Linked DNA regions of Triticum aestivum: region 2 is linked to region 1. Evidence: chromatin contacts called from public Hi-C data. All regions are on one chromosome and are shown on one strand. The core of a region is the stretch at or near the end of the contact, and the rest is flanking DNA. Distances in the headings are between cores, read along the strand shown.

Region 1 (3,857 bases), core at 644-3,143:
ACAGATTGATCAGAAGAACGCCTCAATTGTTCCATTTCAGGAATCTCAGTTCCATCAAAAACTGGCTCTTCAGATTTTTCTTCTTCAAGAATCTCTTTAACAGTCTGGTCTGAATCTATAGGTTTCATGGCATCAGGGCTTCTGCTTTTATCCATCTGCTCATTGAGATCCTTTTCTGGGTTATCTCCCCCATGGATCTGCCCTTTTACCTCATCGCTTGAATTCTCACTCATTGAATTTACTGTTTCTTTTACGCCCAACATTTCTGTTTTCCTCGACAAATCCCCTTCATCTTCACCCTTTTCTCCAGGATTAGGGGACTCTTCACTGACAGAAGTTTTTATCACATCCATTTCTCCAGGATTAGGGGAGTCTTCACTGACAGAAGTTTTTATCACATCCTTTTCTCCAGGATTAGGGGACTCTTCACTGACAGAAGTTTTTATCACATCCTTGTCCCCGTCCTCCATGTCGCGAGGAAAGCTTACCAATCTGCAAAAATAGCCTTAAGTAAGAAGCTTGTGCATGCAAGAAACTGTAAACTTGTAAACTAAAAATGGCATGGAGTGGATGGAAATAAAATTCTGCTGGATATTCTTCAGTTAACAAGTCAAATAAAGGAGAATATCAAGGACATGTGGCACAGTGATCTCTACCATATGACAAAACACAACACATGTGTCAGAATGGAATGAACTGTTATGCAGGTTAAATTTGCATAGAGGGCATTTCTTTATTCATTTAGCTCCAAAAAAAATCGCATGGTATGGTTAGTACCAATCCTTTTCTAAAAAATGGTTAGTACCAATCAGCAACTCATATGAATGCTTTTATATTAGACTTTTAATGGTATATACAAACTAGATAGGGTAAATATGTATTGATACAGATTTGTCACCCGCTATCTCAAGAAATGGATACGGAATAGAAGAGTGCACGGTGAAAAGCCTTTGTTGTGCGTGATGAACTGCAAGATATGCACGCGATCGGCAATCAGACGCAGCGACCACAAATGCTCTGCTCGCAGGACGACGAACCATGAAGCCTGGGCAAATAGTACCTGACTGATTAACCCCCCAAATGCAGACACGTTGTATCCAATAAACCACGGGGCCAAACACCAGTACATCAACGTTACCAATCTGGCATGGCAAAGCTGTCATTAGCCAGTACTAATCCGCGCAATCACCAAACCGCTAGCCATATGCACGGTGCTAGGCATGTGCGCGCTCAAACGCATTTGCAGGTTGAGATCTCACGCGAGACAAACCCCCGGATTAATCGCACGCAGAAACGCACGGCCGCGGTGTTTGCATTCCCGACAATAAACCCGCACCTCACCTCACCGCCCAGAAACCGGATGAACGCACTGAACCAAAATAACCAACCGGCCCCAGCTCGCGGATGAAGCACCGCGAGATCCCACTCCCAGCCCCCGACATCGCGGTGCGATAAACCCTAGAGAAACCTCCCGCTGAACCGCGGCGGGCGCGAGCAGGGAACCGGCCGGGGAGCATCCCTCGCTAGATGCATCACCGATTCGAACCACACGGCGAACAAAATATCAGGACACGGCAGCGAAAAAACCGGGGGAAGCAGATTCGGACCTGAACCCTGGAGATCTCGGGCCGACGGAGACGGCGACGGGTATTAATTGCTGCCGAAACCAAGCGAGGACGGAGGAGATTGAGCGGCCGGGCGAGGCGAGGAGGGAGGGGGGATGGAGGAAGCGGGCGGCGTGAGCGAGGGTTTAGCGGTGGCGTGGCGAGCGAGAGGAGGTGGATTTTGACTGGGGCGAGATGAGGGGGAGACGGGAACGGAAATGGAAATGGGGCAGCGGCGGTGGAGAGGAGAGGAGACCCGGGGGGGGGGGGGCTGTGCGCGTGTGTGTAGGAAGCGGGAACACCGGAAACTGACGAGCCGAGGCGGAGCGGGGAAGGAAAGAAAAGCGGAAAAAGGCTGCCCGGGCGGACGCTTCTGACCACGTGGTTCGGTCGACGCAGCAGTCTGTAGACTGCTGGGGGCTTTGACCGTGGACGTGGCGTGGCGGCCCACGGACACACACCGGATACTCTCTGTGTTGCGGTCGTGCTAGAACGGGGTCTGATTTTGGTTTGGGGGGGGGGGGGGGGGGGGGGGGGGGGGGGTTGATTTTAAGCGTAAGCGTCAACTCTATGCAAAAAGCTCTAGATACCACGTTCGTATCTACACAAACCTAACACAAACTTTTTTAGGGACGGCGGAAATATGTAAAAGAAAACACATTTATATTATGGTGTTTAGCATCGTCGGAGGCCTTGTGAATGTGTGTCTCCGACGGATTTCGTGGATTTAGTCGATGGTTGTCTTTGATGGATCGGCTCGGATCCAGTCTTTGTTCATGTGTCTTCAGGTTGGATCTTTTCGATCTGAGCTTCTTCTCATCGGCGACGGTTGCTGTTCTGGTGCGTTGGTTCTATGAGGACTTAGCACGACAACTTTCCGACTATCTGCTACAACAAGTTGTGCCCGGCTCTGACAAGGGAGGGGCGATGACGGCGGCGCGCCTTCGACTCACTTCAGTGTTTGCAGTCGTCGCTAGGTGGTCTTTGACTATGGGTGTAATTTTCATTTTTTATGATGTTCATTGTACTACTGTCATGATTGAAGAATAAGATGATAGTTTCCCAAAAAAGGTAATAAAAGCATTTTTTTTTCTTTCTCATTGGTAGAAGTTTTTTTCTAATAGCTAGCATCGTCAAGCATTCAGGCTATAAAGAGTGATGCTATGCAGACGAAAACCTTTGCCCAATCTGTGGATGGACGACCATATCAATTACACCATCCATGGATACGCATTTTATGGAGATTTGTGATGCACTTCTTCTATGTCTGCCTTGAAACAAAATAAAAAGTGTTGCGCACGTTTTTAACTAAATATGACTATTCATGGCTATGTGGGTGGTCCTCTGGGACGCGTGCACAAAGATTTTTGGTTGTAATCAATAAGGTCATGCCGGCTTTAGTATAAGAACGATGACAACGACGCGTCGACGACTCGTTCTGACAACAACAATGATCTTTCGTTGATTTATGAACCTTAATATTATTTTCTGTTTGTGATACATTGTACTCCCTCCGTTCCTAAATATAAGTCTTTTTAGACATTTTAAATGGAATACAACGTACGGATGTATGTAGATATATTTTAGTGTAGATTCACTCATTTTGCTCCGTATGTAGTCATTTAGTAGAATCTCTAGAAAAACTTATATTTGGGAACGGAGGGAGTAGTTCTCATGAGACTTTATAATAAATATGAGTCCTTTTCAAAGTACAAATATAAATAGAGTCATGAGTGGCATTCCGCTTAGCCAAACCTGGTCTTTGGCTATTACCCAGCACCTACGTCGCACTCATTTCTTGGACCAGAAAAAACGCTTAGCCAAACCTGATCTTTGGCTATTGCCGTACATCGCACTCATTTGTTGGACCAAAATAAAAATAAAAAGGATCGGATATTTTGTTCGGGATTGAACCCTACGTGAATCGAACACGCAACCTTCTGATCTGGAGTCAGACGCGCTACCATTGCGCCAAGGATCCGATATGATCTGTTGCTATCATTATGCTTTTTGGCATATAGTCTAGGATTTAAATTACAAGAAAAGAAAAAAAATCGGATATTTGTTCGGGATTTTGAACCCTACGTGAATCGAACACGCAACCTTCTGATCTGGAGTCAGACGCGCTACCATTGCGCCAAGGATCCGATGTGACACTATACTACAACAAATATTGAAATACATGTGTTGTTCTTTTTTTTTTTGTTGGAAAGACAACGATGAAAATTTTCTTTTGGGTGACGATGCCGCATT
Region 2 (3,857 bases), core at 865-3,364, 450 kb after region 1:
CTACCGTCCCCATCCGGGCCACACGCGTCCCGCTACTGGCATGTCGGCCTTCTACTTCCCGCTCGGCTCCTCTATAATATCGCCTCTCCTCCCATCCACGGATCACCTCTGGCACTGCCAGCGTTGCTTCCTCCGATCTGATCAAGCGTCCCCTTCGCGCAATCTTTACGTGACATTAATAAAGAGTGCAATGTAAGAGAAAAGCATGCCGCATTATCACTCCACAGGACCAATGAAAGCGACGGCCTGTTTTCTCATCTCGTGCGACGGAGAAAACAATGCAGCGTGTCACTCAGATTTTTCTTTCCAAATCGTTACACCTTTGTATCTTGGACCATCAAGAATGAGAACGCTCACCACAATTCCCATCTGGTCAAAGCGTCGGATCTTCATCCAACCACCATCCTTTTGCACGCGCGTTCTTCTTATTCCTGCACCGTGCTGCCAACCGACGCCGGCCTAGCTGCCCGCCCCTGTCTTTTGTAGTTGGTGAACTACCACGCTAGCCGCGCGCCCGTGCTGCCCATCATTGTGCCGCCGCCGCTCTGGCCATCCATCTAAACCTGAACAATCATCCCTTGGGCTCGCTCCCTGCTTGTTCACGGCTCGCACTCGCCGTGGAGCTCGCGGCCTCCCGGGGGCGTGCTCTGGGCTGCGCTGAAATGGACTAACGCGACGATTTTTTCTCAAACAGTTTTGCTAAAGTATATCTGAATATGCCATAAATATTGTACATCCAAGTTTTGTGTCATTGATCTTACGCGAAGATTCGTGCGGCTGTTTTTTTTTCTTTTTCTTTTGATATTTGATTGAGTCCATCCTAAACACACCCTTTTTCGAACGCATGAGGTTTAGCAAAAGTGAAAAATGAGAACACCCGAACAAAGAAAATGGGGTTGGTGAAGATCACGAAGTGTAACGGGAATGCAACATAAACAAAGCGGGAGTGCTCTGCTGCCACTGACGTCTTCCTCCTCGTTGGTTTCACAGTTTCACTTACACGAATGCGGATTTTTTATTGCATAATTTTCGCTGGGATCGGTCGTACATGCGCATCGTTACAGTGCTTATACACGAGGAATTAGAGCGTAACGAGTCACATGACGGTGCAGGCGCCGGACGGGTCCTCCTCGCAGACCATCATGTAGCCGCCGCATGGATACGACGGCGGCATGGTGTACTGGGGCGCCGGCGCCGAGCACTGGCAGCCGCCGTGTCCCTGGTGGCAGCAGCAGCCGGACGGCCCCGCCGGGAACGGGTAGGGGTAGGGGCACGGGTACGGCACCGGCACCTCCACAACCTTGGGCGCCGGAGGGGGCGGCGGCGGCGGCTGTTGCTTCACCTTGACCGTCTCATCCTTACCCGGGCCCGGGGGCTTCACCTTGTCCGTCGGCGGCGGAGGCTTGGGATCCTGTTTCTTGATCGGCTCGACGGTCTCGATCTCCTTGATGATGTTGCACGCCTTGCAGCAGAGCTTGTCGCCCAGCTTGTCGGCGTCGAAGGGGCCCGACACGATCACGTGGTTCTTCTTCTCGTCGTACTTGATGTCGTCGATGATGAACTCACCCTTCTCTGCAACCAAAGATTTTTTCCTCAGCCTCGTTGCAGCTAAGAGAGACATGAACAGCTCGCGAGGAAATACGTACCCCTGATCCTCTCGAGCACCTTCCTGATCTTGGCGTGGCAGCGGCCGCAGTCGAGGTCTACCTTGACGATGATGGTCGGCATCTCTGCACGGCACGCAGCTCCCTGACCACGACTCTGGTTGAATTTTTGTCTACCTTATCTTGCTCTGGAGAGCAGAGAGAAGACGTTTGTTAATTGCAACTGATTTAGGTAGAAAAGGAAGTAATAGTAGATCAATAAACAAGAAGGCCTGATAGTAACGGTGGTGGAGGAGGAGGAGGGCAAGAATAGGGTCATCACCTTACTCTCATCCGCAGGAGACTTGCTGACGAAAATGGGTGAGAAGCCAAGCCAGGAAGAAGTCTCCATAAAAGGACGCAGCGGCACGACACTTGGCTGCACCGTCGACCACGCCCGAAAAAGCCGAGCCGCATGTCGCCTTCAAGTCTGTTACGTACTCCCTCCGTAAACTTTTATAAGAGGATTTAGGAATTGTAGTTCAAATTTCGTAACGCTACGAAAATCTTGTCGTTTCCCATTTTGCCCCTCCCTCGCCTCACTCACTCGCGATTCCCCTCCTCTCCTCACTCACTCTGAAATCCCTAGCTCGCCCGCGCCGCTCTTCCTCTGGCCCGCGCCGCTCTCCCTCTCGCCCACGCCGCTCTCCCTCTGGCCCGTGCCGTTCTCCCTCTCACCCACGCGGCTTGCCTGCGTCTACGTCGCCGCTTCTCCCTTTCGCCCGCGCCGCCTCTCCCTCTCGCCGGCTTCGCATGCGCCACCTTCTCCTGCTCAAGCCAAAGCTGGCTTTTTTACTGAAGTCCAGGAAGAGCAGCAGTAGTGCGGGGCAGACAGCCTTGTCCTGCTCGACGACGGTGGCAGCGTTCTCCGGCTCGACGACGGCGGCGACAAACGCTAGCGCTCCTCGTCTTCCTCGACCTGCAAGGAGGAGCACCGGTACTGGAGATGCGGCTGCTGCTGCCAGGTCTGCACGACGTGGAGGTCCTGCAGATGCGGTTGCTGCTCTGGCGGGCGAGGGGGAGTTCAAGCTGCCGGGCGACTTCAACTTCATCTTCATCTGCAGATCAGGTCAGACTTCATCTTCGTCCCCTTGTGTGCTCTGATTGTGTGCTTTGCTTCAGAGATGCTAAGAAAAACTTGTTCATGCTCTGCTTGTGTTCTCTGCTTCAGATTGTGTGCTCTGATGATTATTTCAATTCTGCACTTTTTTGTTAAGACAGACTTGGGATAGGATCTTCATGCACTGTAGAGTGATGATTATTTACAGAAATTAAATGATGTTCTGAACAAAAATTAGGAACATGGAGGGAGTAGTAGATGTATACAGAGCAACCAGAGCACTACTGATGATGTCACTTCATATTTTGTGTTTAGTCTTTGCTCCTGAGTCAATTTTTGCAAGAGTATTCACCAGAGATTCAAAATACTCCAGCAAGCTTCACTAGTTACTCCTACTGGTGGTTCACTATTTACTGTTAATTCACCAGCAAGCTTTCCAACAAGGAGTACTCATGAAAGTTTCGGAATGAATCTATTGATGGTTCACTGTTTATTTGCTTGATTACTGTTAATTGAAAATAGAGTACGCAAAACTAGAATATTGCTTGCTAGAGAAGAATATTTAGTGAGCATGATTGTGTAGAAATTTTTCATTTGGTACTTGGAGTAGAATATTGCTTGCTGGAGTTGCTTGCTTACTGTTAATTGAAAATAGACTAAGCAGCTAATCTAGTGTTGCTCATGGAGTAGTTGTAGAGCATGCTCCTGTCCTCTCCTTTCCTCTCCACTCTCCTCTCCACTCTTGTCCTCTCCTCTCCACTCTTCTCCATTCAGAAAACTTCAATAAATTCAGAAACTTCCATATAATTCGGAAAACTTAAAAAAAACAGAAACTTCCACATAAAATTTGGAAATTTCCATAAAGTTAAGAAACTTGCATATAATTTCAGAAGCTTGCACACTCCATTTCAAACAACACATATGGAGTACTCCATTTCAAACAACACAATATAATCCATTTCATACCTACAAATAATCCATATCCACAAACAATACAAGTCTCATGAATGCACTTCCACAAACAAGTTTCATCATAGCACTACAAGTCTCAACATACTCCACAACAAGTTGCAAGCATTGCAAGTCTTGACATACTCCACTACTCCATGATATCTTGTTCTAGAATCTCCATGGCATTTTCATAAACCTCATGG

The links. A called contact is a pair of places that touch in the nucleus more often than the background predicts.
Region 2: a Hi-C map of leaf shows a contact between it and region 1, with 4 times the contacts expected there. The contact joins the promoter of LOC123165390 here to the promoter of LOC123169262 in region 1. A contact is called at or near these places in 2 of 5 Hi-C or Micro-C datasets (both in leaf).

What each region holds. Positions count from the first base shown.
Region 1 is chr7D:139,513,009-139,516,865 of IWGSC CS RefSeq v2.1, forward strand. It overlaps LOC123169262, which reads right to left and starts at 1,894. Exons shown (of 7, transcript XM_044587093.1): 1 at 1,608-1,894; 2 at 1-492. The coding sequence starts at 470. TRNAW-CCA (transfer RNA tryptophan (anticodon CCA)) reads right to left here and starts at 3,585; the gene lies at 3,514-3,585. TRNAW-CCA (transfer RNA tryptophan (anticodon CCA)) reads right to left here and starts at 3,751; the gene lies at 3,680-3,751.
Region 2 is chr7D:139,961,256-139,965,112 of IWGSC CS RefSeq v2.1, forward strand. It overlaps LOC123165390, which reads left to right and starts at 2,115. Exons shown (of 3, transcript XR_006482956.1): 1 at 2,115-2,712. It overlaps LOC123165389 (protein PYRICULARIA ORYZAE RESISTANCE 21), which reads right to left and starts at 2,012. Exons shown (of 3, transcript XM_044583024.1): 1 at 1,927-2,012; 2 at 1,647-1,792; 3 at 997-1,572. The coding sequence starts at 1,728. The coding sequence ends at 1,097.